Regions from separate parts of the Hordeum vulgare genome. Here region 1 is linked to region 2. A link is a contact called in public Hi-C data. All regions are on one chromosome and are shown on one strand. Each heading gives the region's core, a stretch centred on a gene start, on an enhancer-like site or on the middle of the called end of the contact. The rest is flanking DNA. Distances are from core to core; before and after follow the strand shown.

Region 1 (4,198 bases), core at 636-3,135, 34 kb before region 2:
GATTAATATTCTATTTAAATTAATTCCTCCGAAGACCGATAGTTGACCTATGCCACACTATAGTCCTTACCCGCGGACAAAACTATTCGAATAGGTAGTATACTCTCACATGGTGTACTCTTTACCCATGAGTGACGAGTTTCTTTAGTCAACCCGGAACGTTGGCTAATTCCACTTACGGTCTTTGGGTTGAAAAAACACTAGACGCGCACACAACCGCTTAACTTCCTGGTGCCTGGAATCATCCACGGCAACGTTAAGTAAAACTCTAATTGAGGAGACCACAATATCCAATAGCATGGGATCACAATATTTATAACATGCGCACAGGGGCACTACCCCCTCGGTCAAAGAGGAACAACCATGCCCCGGGACCAAGTGACATGCCTACAAGTGATGTTTCTTTCACTATGGCCTCTCTGTACAGTGTGTGCAAGGAAAGGGGTTAACGACTTACTGAACCACACCCTACCCGTGGCAGGGACAAGTGGTAGCACAATTCAAGTATGGGGGTTACTGATACAAGACTCAATCTACAGTCGACTCGGGAGGTTTCTGTTTCCCTGCAATGGTTAGAACCATAAAATTTTCTAAAATATATCTAGCACTGTCACCACCCATCATGCCGAGACATGCCCTCACTTCTCACTCTCGTCACAACGAGATACTAGTTTTGTGGTCATACTTTACCCATGACCAAACCTTCCTCCGGGGTTTGTGAGGGCCAGTATACATGACATGAGGCAATAACCACTTCTCATATATAGATCTCATGATCAACAACAAATAAATTTCCATCATATGCATTCATGCATGATTATTTTCCATATCAATTTTTTTTATTTCAATAACATGATCATGAATTTGTTTAGCACAGCAAACAATGACTCAACTTATATCGTATGAGTGTTCAAGATGCTTGCCTTGAGTATGCAAAAGGGTTGTGTGCATTCCAAAAAAAATTGAGAGTATTCTCCCCTTCATTTTTCCTATTTTATAAATATTGAACTCAACACCTATTTCCAAAATAGTACAGAAAAGTTTTTAAATGAAATTATAAAATAGTACAGAAAAGTTTTTAAATAAAACTAGATGAGATTTTAGGAATAACAGAAAAAGAATCAACTCATTTGAAGTTGTGGTTTAAAAATTATAATATGTCAAAGTTACGTCAACTATCTGTTTTTAAATGAAATTATAAAAAGAAAAATGCTCGGATGAAATTATGCTTTCGAGAGGAGAAGACGTACTGCGAGGGTTTACTCTTCCACTAAAAGAGTGGGCGGGGACAAGGAGTCGCTGACAATGGGTCCTGCGGGCCCACCAGCCATGTTTGACCGGTCCACCACGCCCTCAACTTCCATCGACCGAACGGGGGAGGAGCACTGGCGATAGATGCCGGCGAACGACAATGATACCCAAGGATTTAATCACATGGGCGTGATCAGGATCTCGAGGCGAACCCGCGGGCACTATGCATGGTCGTCGTGGTGGACGGAGTCATCAGCGTCAAGCTCTCTCTAAAAGTTCCGGCGGGGCAAAAATGGGGCACCGTCCTACGAGCCAACTCCGGCGAAATTGAGGGGCGGGGAGAGCTCTGTGTGGTCCTGATGGTCTCCTTCCTCCGTGGGTTTTGGGGATAAGGATGCCGCTGCGATGAATTTGACCGAGCGGCTGCGGCGGCTATCGTTGCCGTAGGAGGTCGGTTCCTTGAGATACTACTCACACCGACATGGCGAGAGCCACTGATGGCGAACAATGGAGGTGGGGGCTCGCTGGCAGAGTTTGTCGGGGTAGGCGATGAAGTTGAGGATGAGCTCGGCGAGTTGGGATGCTCGGGGGCGCGGCAGGTGGCCTGGGTGGTGCCAACCACAGCGCGTGGCCGTGGCGGCTAGCGTTTGGAGCGTCGGGGACATGGCGGGCCCCTACAGAGCAAAGGGGAAGGTCGGTGGGGCTATGGCACGACGCGGCGAGCAGCAATGGATCAGGACGAGCTGGGGAGGGGCATTCCTGGGACACGGCGGCTCGGGCGTGAGCACATGCAAAACGCGTGCTCTGCTTGTGCTCGGGGCACGCACAACAGCTGCTCTACAAAATGCTAAGATAGCTTAAGGAGATTTGATGCAATTAAAATTTAACAGGGTCATGGTTTAGGGTAAAAAAGGTTCTTGAGGACATGCTTGTTTGGCTAATGGACTAGGTTGGCAAAGGGGTTTGAGAGGCGGTTAAAATCATGTCCTAAATTCAAGGTGTTCGACAGAATTACAAAGCCACCTAGATAGCTTTTCTAAAGATGACATTTCGGAGGATGGGGTCTCTTTAGATGTTAAAGATAGTGGTGAATTTAGTTTGGGGAAAGAGAAGACTCCCTAGTGCAAGTTTTGCTACAATTTAATTGTGAACAAAAACTTCAGGAATATTTTGGCAAACCTAAAAGTTGAATCTAGGCTGATATGTGGGACTTAAGGGTTTGGTTGGAAGGAGTAGTAGTGGTAAAGTTTTCAAGAATTATAGGGCTAGGAATAACGGGTTGCATTTAATATCACAAACTAGACTAGATTTGAAAGCTTGATGTTGGGCTTAAAATTTACAAACGACCAAGAGGGGTTTTTGCACAAAGGTGATATGTGGCATCATTTGACCTCTCCAATTTTTTGTGGAATTTTTAAATAGATAATTAAAATGGTTGTGGTGCAACAAGGGCAATTTTAGAGTTAAAGATGTTATTAAAAGAGTTAGTTGTGGGCAAGTTTTATTATAAAAATTACTCCTGCTAAATTTATAAGTGAAATAAAATGATTGAAGGAAAATATTCAGAGCCCAACTTACTTTTAAAAAAACCACTTGGACGGAAGGATTTTTTTAAAAGAAGGTTCTCAAACTAGCAAGGAGACAAATTATATTTAGAAGTTTTATTTTTGGCCAAATTTAAATTAATAAAAATATGGTTAAATTTTTGGGGTGTTACAACAATGTGCTTTGACGGATCGAAGATGCTTGCCGGGTAGGGGCTGGTGCTATACTTACATTCCCCACTCGCGACAACATCCAATACGTACTGGAAATCATGTACGCTCATTCCAATAACGTGGCCGGATATGAGGCTCTATTTCATGGACTTCGGATAGCAACATCAATGGGCATACAACTGCTTGAGGTACGAGTTGACTCTAACCTCGCCATCTCCCAAATCAACGACGATTTCGACGCCATTACAGCATATAGAAATGTCGTCCTTAAAATATCTCCATGGTTTGAAGGATTGGAATTCCACCATATGTCCACAGACAGAAATCAATCTACTGATATCCTCGCCCGCACGGGCGCCAAGCGTGACTCTTTCCCTAAGAACACCTTTTTGGAACGGCTTTTCAGACCATCCATGGTATGGTAGGACGAGGACAAGGATGCTAAAGAAAATGGCCATGAAGAGATCATCCCTCCTATCATCGAACCAGATGAACAAATCATCGGCGGTAAGGCACTTGAAAAAACACCTTTGTCTCACGAAGTCATGGTAGTAATCGCACCATGGACCAAGCCCTTCCTTGCCTACCTTCTCCACCAAGAACTCCCCGATGACCATACCGAGGCAAGACGAAGAATTCGGTGATCCAAGGCCTGCAAGGTCCATAAGGGTGAGCTATATAAGAAAAGCACCACCGGAGTTCTCCAATGGTGCATATCCGAAGAAGGAAGGCAACTCTTAGCCGAGATACATGCAGGCATGGGAGGCCACCACACAACAGCTTGGGCCCTGGTAAGCAAGGCCTTTCGAGCCAACTTGTTTTTGCCCAAGGCTCGTGCAGACACTCACACACTCGTGCAACATCGTGTTGGTTGTCAATTTTTTGCAAATCAAAGCCACATGCCCCCAACGGCTCTTTGGACAATATTGATCACCTAGCCTTTTACGGTCTGGGGGCTGGACATGGTCGAACCACTTAAAGGGGTGACTAATAAAAATAAATACCTACTGGTCATGGTCGACAAATTCACTAAGTGGATATTGAAGGCAAACCAATAACTTCAGCTAAGTTTGGACCGATTATCAACTTTATATCCAGCATGGTCCACCGTTATGGTGTTCCCCATTGTATAATAATGGACAATGGATCCAACTTTACACCCGAGGAGGTAAAAGACTAGTGCGCTACTTGGGCATCAACCTTGACTACGCCTCCGTATATCATCCACA
Region 2 (4,345 bases), core at 1,498-3,997:
TTTATAGTCACTTAGTTATGTTGCGACGTTTGATACACACAAAGTATTCTTCCGGTGTGAGTAAGCTACATGATCTCATGGTCAAAGGAACATATACTTGACATGCAGAAAAACAGTAGCAATAAAACAACACGATCACATGCTATGTTCATAGTTTGGGTCTTCTCCATCACATAATTCTCCTAATGATGTGATCCCGTTATCAAGTGACAACTCTTGTCTATGGTAAGGAAACCTTGACCATCTTTGATCAATGAGCTAGTCCAGTAGAGGCTTACTAGGTACGGTGTGTTGTCTATGTATCCACAGATGTATCTGAGTTTCCATTCAATACAATTCTAGCATATATAATAAATGATTATACTGAACAAGGAAATATAATAATAACTATTTTATTTTTGCCTCTAGGGCATATTTCCAACAGTCTCCCACTTGCACTAGAGTCAATAATCTAGCGCACATCACTATGTGATTTACAATGTAATAAATATAACACCCATACAGTTCTGGTGTTGATCATGGTTTGCTCGTGGAAGAGGCTTAGTCAACGGGTGTGCAACATTCAGATCCGTGTGCACTTTGCAAGTACTTATGTCCGCCTCTTTGATGTAATCGCAGATGGCATTGAAGCGTCACTTTATGTGTCTGGTCCTCTTGTGAAACCTTGGTTCCTTGGCTAGAGCAATGGTACCAGTGTTTTTACAGAACAGAGTCATTAGATTTAATTCACTAGGCACAACTCCATGATTTGTCATGAACTCCTTCATCCACACACCCTCTTTGGCCGCCTCTGAGGCAGCTATGTACTCCGCTTCACATGTAGAATCAGCTACCACGCTTTGCTTGGAACTGCACCAGCTTACCGCACCCCCATTGAGAATAAATACGTATCCGGTTTGAGACTTAGAGTCATCCAGGTCAGTGTCAAAGATTGCATCGACGTAACCCTTTACGACAAGCTCTTCATCACCTCCATAAACGAGAAACATTTCCTTAGTCCTTTTCAGGTACTTCAGAATATTCTTGACCGTTGTCCAGTGTTCTATTCCTGGATCACTCTGAAACCTTCTCGCCATACTTATGGCAAGGCTGACATCAGGTCTTGTGCACAACATTGCATACATGATAGAGCCTATGGCTGAAGCATAGGGGCGACACTCAGCTTTTCTCTATCTTCTGCAGTTACTGGGCATTGACTCTTACTCAACTTCACACCTTGTAGCACAAGCAAGAACTCCTTCTTGGACTGCTCCATTATGAACTACTACAAAACTTTGTCAAGGTATGAGCTCTGTGAAAGTCCTATTAAGCGTCTTGATCTATCTCCATAGATCTTGATGCCTAATATGTAAGCACCTTCTCCTAGGTCCTTCATAGAAAAACTCTTATTCAAATAATCCTTTACGCTTCCCAAAATGGCTATATGATTTCCAATCAGCAATATGTCATCCAAATATAATATTAGAAATGCTATAGAGCCCCCACTCACTTTCTTGTAAATACAAGCTTCTCCACAAACTTATATAAACCCAAACGCCATGATCACCTCATCTAAGCGTTGATTACAACTTCGAGATGCTTGCACGAGTCCATAAATGGATCGCTGGAGTTTGCATACTTTCTTAGCATTCTCTGGATCGACAAAACCTTCTAAGGAGCGCTGCTTTGACATCAATTTTCCAAATTTCATAATCAAAAAATGCAGCTATTGCTAACATGATTCTGATGGATTTAAGCATCGCTACGGGTGAGAAAGTCTCATCGTAGTCAACTACTTGAACTTGTGAAAAACCCCTTGCCACAAGTCGAGTTTTATAGACGGTGATATTATCGTCTGCGTGTGTCTTCTTCTTAAAGATTCATTTATTCTGAATGGCCTTTCGCCCTTCAGGTAATACTTCCAAAGTCCACACTTTGTTTTCATACATGGATCCTATGTCAGATTTCATGGATCTAAACATTTGTTGGAATCGGGGCCCACCATCACGTCTCCATAGCTCGTAGGTTCATTGTTTCTAACAACATGACTGACAAGACAGGGTTTCCGTACCACTCAGGAGTATTACGTGCCCTTGTCGACCTACGAGGTTCGATAACAACTTGATCTGAAGCTACATGATCATAATCATCAGCCTCCTCTTCAACAGATGTAGGCTCCATAGAAACATCTTTTTGCGTTGCGTCATTCTCTGGTTGAAGTATAGATTCTATAACTATAACATCCCAAATTTCAATTTGGAATATTTTACAATTATAGCTAAGCATCTATGCATTTTGATTGAAATGAATGTGGCAACTGAATTTTCATCTGGTATTTGATTTCATTTCTTTTGGCACGTGAATTTCATTCACAAATCCCTCACAAAATACCTTGTACAACAAGTATGAGAGGAGGTAACATGACACCCCAAAAGTGAGAAGAAAAATAGTGCCAATTTATTTGAAAGTCAAATTTGATTTTATTTGGAATTTTAAAGAAAAAGTTTTATAAAGTTTTTATTTTGTGTTTAATAAATGTCCATGCTATAGGATTTATTTTTCCGATCGTTTTGATATACAATACCCTAAATATTATTTTGTGTATAGTATGTTATTTTCGTTTTATTTCTCAAAAAAAAACTGGGCTGACCCAGCCAGCCATGGGCCAGTGCCCCAGCCGACCCCACACGCACGGTGTGAGTTGCCCTAGCAAGGCAAGGAGCAAGGTGAGCCACGAGCGCTCCTCCCAGCCGCCGTTGGCTGTTTGTTTTCCAAAAAAAAGGGCAACGAACCCCATGTCATGTGTCTCTCCTCCCGATTTCCTCTCCCTCTCGTACTCTCTCTCTCTGCGTGGGACCCGCCTAGTCTTCTTCCTGTCCACGAAAACAAAACAAAGTCCAACTCCACGCACGTACGTGTACAGACGCCGACTTTGGTTTAAACTTCATGAAAATCCTATCTCTAGTCAACCCCTGCTCAAGCATCATGTCCTATAAATACCCGTGACTCTCCTCGACTAATTCTCGTAAAACCCCCACGCCAAAACCCCATATACACGAAGCTTTCGGCGTTTGGATCTTGCCACAGAAGCTGCGGTTCATCGTCGGATTCCAACGCCCGTGAGCCATTCCGAGCCTCCATCCTTTGCAGTTAGACTTATTGCGATCCTTAGCTTCTTTTTGACATGGTCTAATCTCGTATCTCCATCTACAACGACCGCCTCGAGCTCGTAACGTCGCCGTAGTTCACGGAGTTCACCTCGATACCCCGTTCGCTTCGGTCACCACCAACCTTCACATTCAGCAAAAATCGTTTGCCCTCGACGTTCCGCATCTGTTGGACAACTTCCCCGACGCCGTTGATCACGGATCACGGAGTATGTTTTTTTTTTCCGTTTTATTCCTAAAAAAACTGCTGGCCAGGCGAGCGCACCGGACGGCCAAGCTAACCATGGGCCAGCGCCCCAGCCCACCCCACACGCATGGTGGGAGTTGCCCTAGCGAGGCAATGAGCGAGGCGAGCCACGAGTGCTCCTCCCAGCCGCTGCCGGCTGTTTGTTTTTCAAACAAAGGGCAACGAACCCCACGTTATGTTTCTCTCCTCCCAATTTCCTCTCTTTCTCGTACTCTCTCTCCCTGGCGCGTGGGACCCGCTCGGTCTTCTTCCTGTCCACGAAAACAAAACAGAGTCCAACTGCACGCACGTACGCGTAAAGACGCCGACTTCGGTTTAAACTTTGTGAAAATCCTATCTCAAGTCAACCCCTGCTCCAAGCATCATGTCCTATAAAAACCCTTGTACGCGAAGCTTTCGTCATTTGGATCTCACCGCAGAAGCTGCGGTTCATCGCCATATTCCGACGCCCGTGAGCCATCTCGAGCCTCCATCTTGTGTAGTTAGACTTTTTTCAATCCCTAGCTTCTTTTTGACAAGGTTTAATCTCATCTCTTCGTCTATAGCGACCACCTCGAGCTCGTAACGACGTCTTAGTTCACGGAGTTCACCTCGACGCCCCGCTCGCTTCGTTCACCATCAACCTTCACCTTCAGCAAAAAATCGGTCGCCCTCGATGTTCCACATGTGTTGGACAACTTCCCCGACGCTGTTGATTGCGGGAGCCGCCTCACCATCGTCATCTTCTTCTGTGCCTCCTCATATTTGTTGTGTGTAAGTTATTTTCATATTAGTTAAGTAGAGATTGTTTACCTTTTAGCCTTGTAGCGAACACTTGCAGCAAACCAATGATAGCCACGTGTCGCATATCCGCAATTTAATGTTTTCAGAAAAATCTCGTTTTTAAATTAGATCTCAGTTTTGTTTTGTATCTTTAGTTTTATAACTCCGTTTTCTTGTTGCTACAGATTCA

The links. A called contact is a pair of places that touch in the nucleus more often than the background predicts.
Region 1: a contact with region 2 is called in a Hi-C map of leaf, with 2.0 times the contacts expected there. The contact joins two enhancer-like sites. A contact is called at or near these places in 2 of 6 Hi-C or Micro-C datasets (leaf and seedling).

The regions. Positions count from the first base shown.
Region 1 is chr7H:194,911,533-194,915,730 of MorexV3_pseudomolecules_assembly, reverse strand. No RefSeq gene overlaps it. Among protein-coding and RNA genes, the nearest start is that of LOC123412983, 240 kb to the left of the region's middle. Within about 2 kb of position 1,885, at least 3 of the 3 cell types and tissues checked have open chromatin away from gene starts, as enhancers often do. A contact at or near this core is called in leaf and seedling, where this site is marked.
Region 2 is chr7H:194,878,738-194,883,082 of MorexV3_pseudomolecules_assembly, reverse strand. No RefSeq gene overlaps it. Among protein-coding and RNA genes, the nearest start is that of LOC123406999, 250 kb to the right of the region's middle. Within about 2 kb of position 2,747, at least 3 of the 3 cell types and tissues checked have open chromatin away from gene starts, as enhancers often do. A contact at or near this core is called in leaf and seedling, where this site is marked.